2 separate regions of the Sus scrofa genome follow, and region 1 is linked to region 2. The links are chromatin contacts, called in public HiChIP or PLAC-seq maps. All regions are on one chromosome and are shown on one strand. Each heading gives the region's core, a stretch centred on a gene start, on an enhancer-like site or on the middle of the called end of the contact. The rest is flanking DNA. Distances are from core to core; before and after follow the strand shown.

Region 1 (6,654 bases), core at 3,218-5,717, 290 kb after region 2:
TAAGTCCGCTTGGGGGCAGGCAGCCAAGGGGTTGCCCTCAGGACCCTGGACGGGGCTGTCCGCATTATCCTAGTTTGGGAGTGACTCAATTCCGGGTGAGCCATGCGGGCCAGATGCCTCCACATCTGGCCATCCCTGCCAGGCAGCTCTGGGAGCCGGGACACTGCCCCCCAGACTGGTCCTTGAGCTGGCCATCTTGGCCTCCCAGAGCCCCTGGCTGCCCCCAGGGCTCATACGTCCAGGTTCTGGGCTCATATGTCCAGGACCCTGGTGGGAACGGTGCTGGGGACTGGCCCGCAGGCGGCGGGCATGGCAGCCAGCCTTCCCGTGGCCCCTTCCTCGCAGGGAGTGTGAGCAGGCCTCGGTCCTTGTGGAGACCAGCTTCTACTTGGTGCCCTGTCTGGACGACTGCGGACCCTACGGCCAGTGCCTCCTGCTGCGCAGACACGGCTACCTTTATGCGGGCTGCAGCTGCAAAGCAGGTGAGGTCCAGTCCTGGTGTCTCCCCGTACTCATGCCTTCCTCTGGGAGCCCAGCCCACCTCTGCCAGGGTTCGGAAGCACCCCCGAAGAACAGGGGCAAAGGCCGCCTTCCACATGGGTACCGAGCTCCCACATGGGTACCAAGAGGTGCCCCCAGAGATGGTACTACCTTCCGACCTTGGCCTCCCCTGCTCACGCTTGCCCTTACCTGCCCTCACCTGCCCTCACCTGCCCACACCTGCCCTCACCTGCCCTCACCTGCTCACAACTGCCCTCACCTGCCCACACCTGCCCTCACCTGCCCTCATCTCCTCACACCTGCCCTCACCTGCTCACACCTGCCCTCACCTGCTCACACCTGCCCTTACCTGCCTACACCTGCCCTCACCTGCTCACACCTGCCCTCATCTCCTCACACCTGCCCTTACTTGCCTACACCTGTCCTTACCTGCCTATACCTGCCCTTCCCTGCCCACACCTGCCCTTCCCTGCCCATACCTGTCTCTTACCTGCCCACATTGGCCTACACCCACCATCATGTGCCCCACACCTGTTCCGCCTCTGTTTCACAGCTGCCCCTACTAGCCCCACACCTGTCCCATTCCTGCCTGCACCTGCTCAGGCCTGCCCACACCTGGCCTCACCTGCCCATACCCGTGCCTCCTTTTCTCTGCCCACACTGGCCTCCACCACCCACACCAATGCGCACCTGTTCCAGCCTGCTCTGGGGTGAGGAAGGGGCTTCTCTGCAGGGCCCTGGGCGAGGGGTGGAGCCTCAGCCCTGCAGCGTCACCTTGGCCCACAGGCTGGCGCGGGTGGAGCTGCACAGACAACAGCACAGCACAGACCTTGGCCCAGCAGAGGGTGGCCGCCCTCTTGCTCACGCTCAGCAACCTCATGTTCCTGGCTCCCATTGCCGTCTCCGTGCACCGCTCCCTCCTGGTGGAGGCCGCTGTCTACACCTACACCATGTTCTTCTCCACGGTAGCCCTGCCCTGCTCCCCGGGGTGGGTGGGCTTGGGGGGAGGGCTGCCTGCCACTCATCGCCCTGCCCTGCAGTTCTACCATGCTTGCGACCAGCCAGGGGATGCCGTGCTGTGTATCCTCAACTATGACACGCTGCAGTACTGTGACTTCCTGGGCTCTGGGGTGTCCGTCTGGGTCACCGTGCTCTGCATGGCGAGACTGAAGGCAGCCCCGAAATACGTAAGTGGCCTCCTGACCTTCTGGCTCTGGGGGAGCGGCGGCCCCCTGTGCACAGCATGTGGAGGGGGAGACTGAAAGGGGGTTCAGCTGCTGCCCTGAGAAGCCTCTGGTTTTGACCAGTCCTTATGGGTGGAGGCTGCCTCTGGGAACCGTGCTGGCTGCCTGGAGGATGCCAGGAAGGGAAAGGTGAGACAGGCAAGGCCCATTCACAGAGGAGGCCTGGGGAGTTCCCTGGTGGTCTAGTGGTTAGGATTCGATGCTTTCACCGTTGCAGCCCAGCTTTAATCCTCGTCTGGGGACCGAGATCCTGCGTTAAGCCACTGCACACTGCAGTCAAAACAAAAAACCCTCTTCGGAGTTCCCGTTGTGGCTCAGTGGTAATGAACCCAGCTAGTATCCGTGAGGATGTGGGTTCGATCCCTGGCCTCACTCAGTGGGTTGAAAGACCCAGCATTGCCGTGAGCTATGGTATAGGTCATAGACACAGCTCGGATCCAGTGATCCCTGGCCTGGGAACTTCCACATGCTGCGGATGCCACCCTAAAAAGCAAAAAAGAAAAGAAAGAAGGCCTGGCCTCCAGCCCTGGGCCTGCCTCCCTGAGAAGCCCCCAGCTGTGCCGTCGGAGTCCCTGAGGCCGAGGACCCTTTGGGGGCATTTCCGCTGTAGCTGGGCCAGCCTGATGGAAACGCGTGTCCTGGTGCCCTGCCTGCCAAGGTCGTGCCTCAGACAGAAATTCGCCTGTGGACAGCCTTGGGGGATGGATGGATCCCAGCCATGCGGGGGCTTGGGGAGGGGCAGACTTCGCCTGCTCTGCCAGCTGGGCACGGGGGCAGTGGGATGGCGGCAGGGCCACTCCACCTGCTCCCGCTGAGCCGTGTGCCGTCCGCCTGGCTCCCACAACCTTGCGGCCTTCCCTTTGTGTCACCCAGGTTCTGTTTCTCCTGGGCACCCTGGTCTTCGCCATGTCCTTGCAGCTGGACCGCAGGGCCGCCTGGAACATGCTGGGGCCGTGCCTCTTTGCCATCGTGGTTATGGTCACCATGTGGGTAAGTGGCTGGGGCAGGGCTGTGGTGCCGCCCAGACGCCGTGCCCTGGCAATCGGGATACATGATCCATAGAGGAGGACAGGGCCTGGTCCCGCCTTCGGGCCATGGTCCGGGTCCTGGGCCCGAACCCTCTGCATCTGCGGAGGGCCCCCTGTGGTTTCATGCCTGAGGCCTGGGGACCCTCAGGTCTTTGTGCGCTTGAACCCCCACCAAGCAGCCCACGCTCCCAGACCTGGGCGAGCCCTTGGCAGCCCTGGTTGCAGCCCCTGCGCCGACACGCAAGTGCTTTCCTCCAGGTGTACCGCTGCGGGCGCCGACGCCGCTGCTACCCGCCCTCCTGGCAGCGCTGGGTCTTCTACCTCCTGCCTGGCATCGCCATGGCCTCTGTGGCCATTGCCATCTACACCGCCATGATGACCAGCGACAACTATTACTACACCCACAGCATCTGGCACATGCTGCTGGCTGGCAGCGCTGCGTTCCTGCTGCCACCAAGGGACCAACACACCGAGCCCTGGGCCTGCTCCCAGAAGCTCACCTGCCACTATGATATCTGCAGGAACCGCCAGGAAGAGCTGTACACAGTGACATGACGTGGCCCGCTTGGGGACACCTGCGGCTTTGATGATTTCTCCGGCCAGGGGCAGGACCAGGGGAGAGGTACCCTGTCCAGATGGATTTCCAGCCGAATAAAATTGCACTGCTGTGCTCTCACTTCCTCCTCCTCCGGAGGCAAGGCCACACCCCCAGCTCCCTTATGCCTACTGGCTGCCAGCTACCCGGTCCCTCTGCAGGGCCCAGCGGGTGTCTGCAGTGGCTCCTGAGGCCTGGCCCTGGCTGCCTGGAGACCACAGGTACCAAGTGGGGAAGCCCCTGTGGTCTGCTGGCCTGGAGATGGTTGGAGGGAAACGTAGAGTAAGATGGCTGTGTCGCCCTGTTCCTGTGTGAGGCTGTGCTCTGGCACTTAGGCTGGTAGCTGTGCCGCCGCGTGGCTCCTTGACCCCTTGTGCCCCAGCAGGATGCCCCCTGCTGATGCATTTGCCACGGGAAGGGGCGATCGTGCCAAGGGAGCTGATGGCACTGGGTGGCCTAAGGGCTAGCTGCCACGAGGGCATGGGGAAGGCTGGCTTCTGGCTGGCTGGCCACCCCTACCCCTTCACGTTGGCTCCAAAACTGGGAGGCCTTCGTGGAGAGGAGGCTCCAAGATGCTCTGGGAGTGCTGGGCTCCCAGGGCACACCTTGTCCCAACTCTACCCCACTGCCCTCTGGGTTCCTGGGCCCTTGTCTAGTGAGCATCTCCTTGAGAAGAGAAGGGGACGGCGGCCACCCTGACCTCGCTCAAACACGTGTCTGCAGAGGGGGCTCCTGGGGACCTGGCCTAACCTCTCTCGTGGTGAAAGCAGGGTAAGGGCTGCTGACCACCCCAGGAGGCCCTCCCTAAGGTAGGCTGCGGGGGGCCACTGTCAGTGTGAGGGTGCTGAGCCCAGGGTGGGTGGGGGCCCGCAGCCCTCTCACCTCTGGACCTGGCATCTTGCCTTCCGAGTCCCATCCAGGATATGGCCTCCCGGGAGGCTTCCCACACCCGCAGTTACCCAGCACTTGGCCACCGTAGCATTCTCCAGGCTTGTAATGGGGAAATATTTATATAAGGTATTTCGGGGGGGGATTTTTTCAGACATTGAAGACATTTTTCTGTAGCTCTGATTTCACTGTGATTGATGAATTTAATATTCTACACTGATGTTTCAAGGTAAAAAGAGTCTTTGCATTGCTTTCTGCGCTCGTTCTGGGAGGAGGGAAGGTGGCCAAGCCTCTGGAAACGGGCCCATTCTTGCCGGCCCCACACTTGCCGACGATCCCTGGGGCTGCCACCATCTCTGCAGGAAGTTTTCCACGGTCCCTAAGGACCAAAGAGGGGGCGGGACGAGCTGGGTAGACGGACTGGCTTGCAGCCAATCAGCGGCGGTTGGAGAGCAGGGTGCCGCGGCACGACTTCCGTTTCCGGCGAGGCCCTGGGCTCCGGAGGCTGGCGCGGCTGATCCTGGCTTGCAGTGGGAGTCACGCGGCTTTGCGCGCGGGGCCGGGGTGAGGGTGTTGTCCCACGTCCGGCCGCCGCGCGTGACCGCGGTCCCTGCCTCCCGCCAGCCTCGCCGCGATGCCCTTGCACAAGGTCCCTGTCGGCCTGTGGAAGCAGCTCCGGCTGTGGGAGGGCATCTATTCCCGCCTGCCCCGGCACTACCTGCGCTCCCTGGAGGAGGCGCGGACGCCCACTCCCGTGCACTACAGGCCTCACGGGGCCAAGTTCAAGATCAACCCCAAGAACTGGCAGCGGGAGCGCGTGGAGGACGTGCCCATTCCGGTTCACTACCCCCCGGAGTCCCAGCTGGGGCTGTGGGGCGGCGAGGGCTGGGTGCTGGGTCACAGATACGTCAACAACGACAAGGTGAGCGAGCAGGACGGGCTGGCGCGGTACCTCCCGGGCCTTGCCGCCCGGCTCCGGCTGGGGTCTGGAGGTACCTGGAGAGGAAGGGGACTCTGCTCGGGAGGAGGGCTTACGGCCCGGCGGACACAGCTCCTTTCAGGATGGGGAGGAGGCCTGAGTCTTGAGAGGGGGTGGGGGGCGAGGCCTAAGGAGACCTGTCGGCTTCACCCTCACCCCCACCTATCCTGACACCGGCAAGGCTGGCACTGCCCTGCCCCCTTTAGAATGGTCGAGAGACTAACCCGGGGGGCAGATCACCCCAGTCCGCCCCTGATGCCCCCAGTGCCTTGCTGCCTCTGATGGGGAACCTGGAGGAGCTGCCGAGCCCTCGGGGTGGGGATTTGTGTCTTTGATGTCTCCTTGGCCTTTGGGCCCTTAGGCTCTGGTTTGGACCGTGAAACCCCGTGGACCCTGCAGTTACGGTTGTGTGTGACCCTGCCACCTCGGCAGGGTCGGGGGAGAAGCGGACCTCTGGGCAGCCAGGCCCCCGAGTGGAGGCTGACAGGTGCAGCTCCCCGGCCCGATGTCACCAAGCCTCTTGCTCCCTCAGCTCTCCAAGAGAGTGAGGAAGGTGTGGAAGCCGCAGCTGTTCCAGCGCGAGCTCTACAGTGAGATCCTGGACAAGCGGTTCACCGTGACCGTGACCATGCGCACCCTGGACCTCATCGACCAGGCCTGCGGCTTCGACTTCTACATCCTCAAGGCAAGGACAGCGGGGTCCCCACTGAGATGTCATCGGCACCCTGTCCCCCCGACCCCCACAGCCCCAGTGGGAGTCCGTCGCTGCGGCAGCCGCCCCGCTTCACCTCCTCTGCTCTCAGACCTTTCTCTGTTCTGGCCCCCGGGTGCTGGGCTGGCCTGGGTGCTGCCAGCAGCTGGCGTGGAGGCTGAAGGGGGCGGGGGGCGGGACCCTGCCTGAAGCACCGGGTCCCATGTGGAGCCTCCTGCCAGACCCCCAAGGAGGACCTGTGCTCCAAGTTCGGGATGGACCTGAAGCGGGGGATGCTGCTGCGGCTTGCCCGACAGGACCCCCAGCTGCACCCGGACGACCCCGCCAGGAGGGCGGCCATCTACGACAGGTACAAGGTAAGGAGTAAGCCTGTACCTCCTGCCTCTCACGGGCCCCTGGCCGGCTGCCCCGGCCTCATCGACCCTGGTCTCTGCCCGCCCAGGCGTTCGTCATCCCCGAGGCAGAGGCCGAGTGGGTTGGCCTGACGTTGGACGAGGCCGTGGAGAAGCAGAGGCTCCTGGAGGAGAAGGTGTGTGTGTGGGAGCACGAGCTGCCGAGTGCCAGCCCCGGGGGGAGGGCGGGGGGGAGAGGGAACGTGAATGGGGCCCCAGGCAGGCTCCGTGCCGCCTGCACCCTCCAGTCCGGTCCTGGCACCCTCCTGCCCCCTCTGCCAGCCTCAGGGACAGACAGACAGACAAGACCTGGAT
Region 2 (7,698 bases), core at 2,081-4,580:
CCGTGGCCTCCCCCGGCCCTCTCGGTCCCCTGTGTGTGTAGACTCTGCACTGCGCATGGGCCGGTAAGGACAATGATGAAACCACCTGCAAAACGTGAGAGCAGGTGGCGGCGGTGAGGTGTGAGGTTGGCACAAGAGCCCAGGTCTCTAGGGACGTGGCTGTGAGTCATTAAAAGACCCTCAAGGGGCTGAGAAGTCCCCGCTCCTGGCTCCACCCACAGCAGGCAGAAGAAGGCCTGCCCTCAGCTGGGGCGGAGTGTGTGTGTGTGTGTGTGTCAGAAACCTCCTGCTCAGACGTCTTTTTGTCTTTTTAAGGCCGCATCTGAGGCACATGGAGGTTCCCAAGCTGAATGAGAGCTGCAGCTGCCCGCCTAGGCCACAGACACGGCAACGCCAGATCCAAATCCAAGCTGCGTCGGCAACCTACGGCACAGCTCACGGCAAAGCCGGATCCTTAACCCACTGAGCCAGGCCAGTGGACCCCGAGTCCTCATGGATACTGGCTGAGCCGCAACGGGAACTTCCCCTGCTGAGATGGTTTTAAACCAGAAACTGGCTCTGGCAGTTACCCCGGCACTCCCACAAGGGCAGTGGAACGACAGCCTGCAACTGGGCAGACCAGGGTGTACTTACCGCCTGAGTCTCTGAGGGTCGCCTTGGGGCGGCTAGTCTGAGTGGCAGGCTCCAGTCCCCTTCGTTTTTTTTTTTTTTTCCCCCAATAGTTTTACTGAGACATAAATTCACATACCGGAAGTTTCCTCGTGGTGCAGCAGGTTGAGGATCCAGCGTTGCCGCCCCAGCTGCAGCACAGGCCGAAATGCCGTGCAGCTTCACTCCCAGGAAGCGGCCCAGCAACTTCCACTTGCTGTGGGTGGAGCCAAAAACAAGTAAATTCACACACCACACAATTTGCCCAGTGAAAGTCCACAACTCAAGAGTTTTTAACATATCACATTATTGAGTTTGCAATGTGATAACGTGCTGCATTATTTTGTTATAATACACATAACCAAGTTTGCCACTGTAACTATGTTTAAGCATATGACTCAGTGGCAGGAGTTACATTCACGGTGGGTTCCTTTTTTTTGGTCTTTTGACGGCCGCACCCGTGGCATATGGAGGTTCCCAGGCTAGGGGTCAAAAAGGAGCTGCAGCCACAGTCTATGCCGCAGCCACGCGGAATTCACGCTGCATCTGCGACCTACCCCACAGCTCACGGCAACGCTGGATCCTCAACCCACTGAGCGAGGCCAGAGATTGAAGCTGCAACCTCATGGTTCCTCGTCGGCTGCGTTTACGCTGCACCACAATGGGAACTCCTCTAAAATGTTTTCATCACCCCAGACTGAAACCCTCTTCCCGAGGCCCCGGTTGCCTCTGATCTACTCTCCTTTCCCACGGATTTGCCTGTTTCCCACTTTTCACAAGAGCAGAGTGACACGAACGGTGCTGTGTCTGGCTCCCTCCCTGAGCCCAGCGTCGAGATCCGTCTAGGTTGCAGCGGGTTAGTGCTTCATCCTCCTGCAGCCGCGTGGCCGTCCGTGGCCCGGGTGGGGCCATGTTCCTTTAAGCACATCAGCGGACGGGCCTTCGACCTGTTTCCATCTTCGACTCGCCCCCACCTTTGCTCCACGGACTCTGGGCAAAGATGGAAACTGCCCTGCACATCTAAACAGCAAACCTCCCTCCAGCATGAGAAGAACCAGCCTTTGTCCCCCAGCCTCAGCCAGAGGTCCCTCTGCTATAAACCCTACCCGTCACCCCGGCCTAACTGACCCTAACAGCACTTACTCTTCTCACACATTTCTTGTAAACTTCCTCCGGGGCGTTTCAACAAAGCTGAGTTTATTTTGCACTTTGTCTGTTTACGAGCAAGACTGTTGAGGTTTCAGGCATCATGTCCCAGACCTTCATCAGACACTGCTAGGGTCGGGGATGCGGGGGCCTGGAAGCTCCTGGGGCAAGCTCCTCTCACTACCGAGAAGAAGTTTCCTGTCCTGGGAGGTGCTCCAGGAGGCAGTGCCTCAGGCCTCTGGACCCCAGTTAACCCACAGGCAGGTTGGGAGTTGCCAGGTGAAGCCTACCTCAGGACAATAACCCCAAGAAGAGCACAGGCCGGGAGGGACCCCCCCCTCCCCAAACGTGACATTATGCTCAGCGAATATTCTGGGGTTGAGCCTGCCAGGACAGCGTCACGCCGGGGTACACGTAGGGCCTGGGGCTGTGCCAGAATCGACCACTGGAGTTTTCTGGAAAGCTCCCATAAAAAATGGTCATTAAATGTTGGAGTTCCTATCGTGGATCAGTGGTTAACAAATCGGACTAGGAACCATGAGATTGCAGGTTTGATTCCCAGCCTTGCTCGGTGGGTTAAGGATCTGGTGTTGCCGCCGCCTGTGGTGTAGGTCGCAGACGCGGCTCAGATCCCAAGCTGCTGTGGCCACGGCATAGGCCAGCAGTTACAGCTCTGATTAGACCCCTAGCCTGGGAACCTCCATATGCCGCGGGTGCCACCCTAGAAAAAGACCAAAAAAAAAAAAAAAAGTACATACCGAGTCTAGCCAGCAGAGGTCCTGTGTCAGAACCTGTGTCATAAAACTCACAGGGAAATGAAGTTTTCTCAAGCTGGTCTCCAAAATAACCGCGAGCTCCCTCCTAGAACCCCAAGGCTCTGCACTCAGCTGCAGCATCGGAAAGAAAGACGGGGAGTTCCCGTCGTGGCGCAGTGATTAACGAATCCGACTAGGAACCATGAGGTTGTGGGTTCGGTCCCTGCCCTTGCTCAGTGGGTTAAGGATCTGGCGTTGCCGTGAGCTGTGGTTAGGTTGCAGACGCGGCTCGGATCCCGCGTTGCTGTGGCTCTGGCGTAGGCCGGTGGCTACAGCTCCGATTCAACCCCTAGCCTGGGAACCTCCATATGCCGCGGGAGCGGCCCAAGAAATAGCAACAACAACAAAAGACAAAAAAAAAAAAAAAAGGAAAGAAAGACGGCCCATCCGCGTCATTCTCATTTTCCTCTACCGAAGTCGCGCACTCCTGCGTGGCAGGCGCTCTTCTACGTTCTTGGGCTGCGTCCGGAACCAAATAAAGCAAGTCTGCTGCCTCTGCAAAATCCTAGGGCGGAGAAGGAGGGGGCGGGCGGGCTGCACACCTGCCTGGCAGGTGAGTCTGGAACCGCGACGGAGGCCCCCCTTTTCCGCGCAGCACCTCCGCCGGCGCGGAGTGAGATGCCCAGACCCCCCAGCAGGGGGCGCGCGCCTACCGGGCGCCCAGCCACTAGGCCATTCGCGCTTGCGCCTGGCGGGCGCTTTCCGGTAGCGTGGCGGAACCGCCTCGCCGTTTTTGCAGCGTTTGGCGACGCCTGCGCGCGGTGACCCGACGGCAGTGTGGCGCCATGGCGTCGCCCTTCAGCGGGGCCGTGCAGCTGACGGACCTGGACGATTTCATCGCGCCGTCTCAGGTGGGCGGGCCGGGCAGCGGGGAGCTCGGCATCGGGGTCGCGGGGCCGCACAGCCCAGGGGCGATCGCGTCCTTTTCCCGGGCGGGCACAGCAGCCGGTGCCACCCAGCTCAGGGCCCGGAAGACCCTGCTGACCTTCTCTGGCCGGTTTCTTGCGTGTGAACACTGCAAGGGCGGAGGTGGTGGCCCACTGGAGTCACCGCGGTGGTGGTCGTCGGTGTCACCTTCGGGGAGGAAGCTAGAGCTTGCCGCCAAAGGCACAAGGCAGCTGCGCTTGATAGCCGGCCGCCCTCATAGGGTGTCCGCGCTTATCGATGCCACCAGCCGCGCAGGACCAGGCCTCCAGAGGGCCGATGAGTCCCCGGAGGAGGAGCGGGTGCGGCTGGTTCCAACCAGCGGCAGGGGGGAGCTCGGACAGGCCTGCTAAGGCGCTCTGGGGCTGGCCCTCTTTTGGAAGGTGAGGCCAGTGAGGTTCTCCCGGTGATGAGAGAGACAGAACTCAAGGAGTTGGGGAGAGAAGGGAGCCTTTTTCCGGGAACTGGGCGGGCAGGTGATGTCCAAGCAGAGCATTCCTGCCCACCCTTGGCTGGCTCTCAGCAGCCAGTGGCCCTCTGGGCGGTGCCACGCATCGAGTTTTTGCTGAGGAAGGGTCAGGGTCAGGGTTGGTGTCTGCACACAGGTTAGCATGCAGGCCCCCGTCGCACTTCCTCCATCTACTGTGACCTGCCGAGGAACCCCGGCAGGCAGGGTGACTGGACCAGTGGGAGTAGGGTAAGCAGCCATAGCGCTAATTCGGCGGCTGCAGCAGGAAGACGGGAATTGGGGCAGACCCTTCATCCCAGGCAGCGGTGTGGCCATCGGGTCGGCCCTCTTCCCATGCCTCCGTGCACTCAGGCCGGTCTTTGGGGTCTCTTACTGGTACAGGACTGCATCAAGCCCGTGAAGGTGGATAAGAAGCTGGGAAGCAGCGGGGCCAAGATCTACATCGAAGATGATGGGAATTACTTCCAAGTCAGTGCGGTAGGTTCCAGCTCGGCTGACCTGACACACATCTCACTGCTCTGTCCAGCAACAAGCACAGGGACCATGGGCCTCCCATACCTGGACAGTTCTTTCTCACTGATCGGATTCACTGACAGCTGGGGAGTCTGGGAGAGCAGGGAGGGAAGCCTGGGGCGGTGAGGGGGCCACAGAGGCTGAACACAGAGTTTGATTGGTTCTGCAGAGGAAGCTCTTTTGGCAGAGATGTCCCCGTGTCCCGTTCTCTCTCTCCGAGCTCTGTGTGAGGTCTCTGGGTCCAGACCACCTGTTCTCTCACACCTTTAAAGGTTTTCAGACGTCAGCAGTGCCGACATGTACCCCGATTGTGTGCCATCTGGACCCTCGAGAATGTCTATGGATGGCAGGCGCCAGGCGCACAGGCCCAGGGACACCCTGCCCCCACGCAGGGGAGGGGACACAGGATGGCTCACAGTGGGGCCAGGCAGCGGGATCCCGCGTTCCCAGATCCAGGCGCATCGCGTCGGGTCTAGGAGAGCGACCCAGCAGCAAGCCAGGGGCAGCCCAGAGCTGCTGGGCTTAAAGGGGAGAGAAGCTGAAAGCACAACAGCCTCCTGGTCAGCAGAGCATCACAGCCTGGCCTTCAGGCTGCCTGGACTTGGAAAACGGTAGCTTTGGGGCCAAGTGAGGCCTAGTGAGCTGGGCCGGAAGGGAGTTCTGGTCTCTTCAGCGCCCTGGTCACCTTCTGGGTCCTGAAGCGTACCTGGCCAGACCACTTCTGTGTGGGCAGAGGGGATGAAGGGGCCCCGCTGGGATCAGCTGCATCTCCGAAGAGGCTGGGGACTGCCTGGCAATCTTTTGTCTTTTTATGGCCACACCCGAGGCATATGGAGTTTCCCAGGCTAGGGGTGTAATTGGAGCTACAGCTGCTGGTCTCCACCAGAGCCACAGCAACGCCAATCCCAGCCTCATCTGCGACCCACACCCCAGCTCACGGCAACGCCGGATCCTTAACCCAGTGACAGAGGCCAGGGATCGAACCTGAGTCCTCGTGGATGCTAGTTGGATTCGTTTCCGCTGCGCCACGGCGGGAGCGCCTGTCTGTGGAGTCGGACTGGCCCACTTGTCTCTGCTGCTTCTCCTCTGCCAGCGCTGGGGCCTGGGGCGCAGGCGCCCGCCGTCGCCTCCCTCTGCCCCGTTCCTGTCCTTCTGTCCTTTCTTCCTTCATCTGCACTCTTGCTTTGCTCTTCCATCTTCGAGGGCCTGGCCGGTGGCATTTCCTTGTCCCCACAGCCCCATGAGTGCAGCTGGGGGACCAACAGCCATCAGGACTTCTGTGATGTGTCAGCTGCCTCTGCAGATTTAACACCTGTCTCCCACCCCTCACGGGCAGCACACCTCTTTGATCCGATCGGCTGGGCCAGCCACGTCCGTACCGGTTCGACTTTGGTGCCACGGGGAAAACCTAGAGTGTGTAGCGGTGTTTCCGTGAGAAATATTTTCCGATAACTCCTGGCGTGTAAAGCCAGCCACCTAGCACGTTGGTTGTCAGTGCTGTGAGCCAGAGGATAAGGGTTTCCTGTGGGTCCCATCACCCTGAGAGCTCCGTGTCCTCACGCCGAGGGGCCTCGGGGTCCCGGCTTCTCGTGCTTCCAGGACGGAGGGACGAGGAAGCTGGAGAAGGCCAAGATCTCACTGGATGACTGCCTGGCGTGCAGCGGCTGTGTCACCTCGGCAGAGACCGTGCTCATCACTCAGCAGAGCCACGAGGAGCTGCGGAAGGTTCTAGACGCCAATAAGGTGAGCCGTGGGTGGTCTTGAGGATGCCGCTCTAACCCCACGTCGGCCCAGCGGCCCCACTCGTGTTGTCAGGGCAGCTCATCTTGGTGCTGCTTGTCCTGTGTCACCTGGTGGCTCCTGGCACATTCCGGTCTCATCCGTGGGAACCTCCGTGAGTCACCATTGTCAGTGTCTCGACACCGAGCTGCTCGCCCTGAACCCTGAATCCCGCATGCATGACGCAGTCAGGGCCTGGGCACACCAGCTCGGGCCCACCGGGAGCCTGTGCGGAACACGCAGCGAGCATCGTGTCCCTTGCTTCACAGACAGCAGCGCCTGGTCAGCAGAGGCTGGTTGTCATCTCAGTCTCACCCCAGTCCCAAGCGTCACTGGCTGTGAGGTTCCAGCTGAACCCCACAGACACTGCCAGGAAGCTCACTGCGTTCTTTAAAAGAATAGGTAGGCGGTCCAGGTTGGGCGTGGGCGGGGGCTCGGGCCTTCTAGGAGAAGGCCGTCTGGATTCTGCTGCTGCGCTTCCCGCGTCTGGAATCCAGCCACTCTCTGCATTTTTTTTTTTTTTTTTGTCTTTTTGCCTTTTCTAGGGCCGCTCCCACGGCATACGGAGAGTCCCAGGCTAGGGGTCCAATCGGAGCCGCAGCCACCGGCCTATACCAGAGCCATAGCAACGCGGGATCCGAGCCGCGTCTGCGACCTACACCACAGGTCAGGGCAACGCCGGATCCTTAACCCACTGAGCGAGGCCAGGGATCGAACCCGCAACCTCATGGTTCCCAGTCGGATTCATTAACCACTGCGCCACGACGGGAACTCCCAGCCACTCTCTGTATTGACTTCACATCCCCACCACCAAGGAGCACCGCCTAGGCCTGAGCTGGGTTCTGGCTCAGACCAGCTTTGGTGGCCGCTGCATGCTGGGGGGTGGCTGGGAAGACTTGGGGTGAGCCCCGGCGAGGGAGGCTGTGACTGGCGCTAGGCAGGGGGCTGCCTGGTCTCAGGCAGCCACCAAGCTCAGAGGATGGAAGCCGTGGAGTGTGTGTCTCCTCCTGGGGCAGCTGGCAGTGCCTGGCACTCTGGCTGCCCTTCCTGGGGATGAGGTGGCCGCCCGCCTTCCAGGGGCACACTACGTGTTCGACACCGCCTTCTCGAGGAACTTCAGCCTCCTTGAGAGCCAGCGAGAGTTCGTGCGGCGATTCCGAGGACAGGCCGGCTCCCAGCAGGCCCTGCCTGTGCTCACGTCCGCCTGCCCAGGTGTGTGGTCGCTGCAGACTGAGGTCGGCAGCCGGACGGGGGCGCCGGTGCTGGGGGCGGGGGAACTGCCAGAGAGTCCCCCGGCGTCGCCGCACTTCCCAGGGGGGGATCACAGGGACGCTTGAGGCGGGTGCCAGTGACAGCAGTGGGCACATTGTCTGGGGGGCCCTGACTCTTTGAAGCTGGTCCCCT

The links. HiChIP or PLAC-seq counts read pairs in DNA pulled down with a chosen protein or histone mark.
Region 1: a contact with region 2 is called in an H3K27ac HiChIP or PLAC-seq map of alveolar macrophages. The contact joins the promoter of MRPL28 here to the promoter of NARFL in region 2. A contact is called at or near these places in 1 of 5 promoter capture datasets (fetal liver), 1 of 47 Hi-C or Micro-C datasets (heart right ventricle) and 1 of 2 datasets of contacts at active chromatin or transcription factors (alveolar macrophages).

Annotation. Positions count from the first base shown.
Region 1 is chr3:41,325,945-41,332,598 of Sscrofa11.1, forward strand. It overlaps MRPL28 (39S ribosomal protein L28, mitochondrial), which reads left to right and starts at 4,468. Exons shown (of 5, transcript XM_005655127.3): 1 at 4,468-5,178; 2 at 5,768-5,920; 3 at 6,169-6,303; 4 at 6,390-6,476. The coding sequence starts at 4,891. It overlaps TMEM8A (transmembrane protein 8A), which reads left to right. Exons shown (of 12, transcript XR_002342470.1): 9 at 346-2,403; 10 at 2,619-2,735; 11 at 3,032-4,139; 12 at 4,411-4,486.
Region 2 is chr3:41,039,342-41,047,039 of Sscrofa11.1, forward strand. It overlaps NARFL (cytosolic Fe-S cluster assembly factor NARFL), which reads left to right and starts at 3,331. Exons shown (of 11, transcript XM_013995763.2): 1 at 3,331-3,460; 2 at 4,384-4,479; 3 at 6,115-6,258; 4 at 6,564-6,696; 5 at 7,372-7,506. The coding sequence starts at 3,395.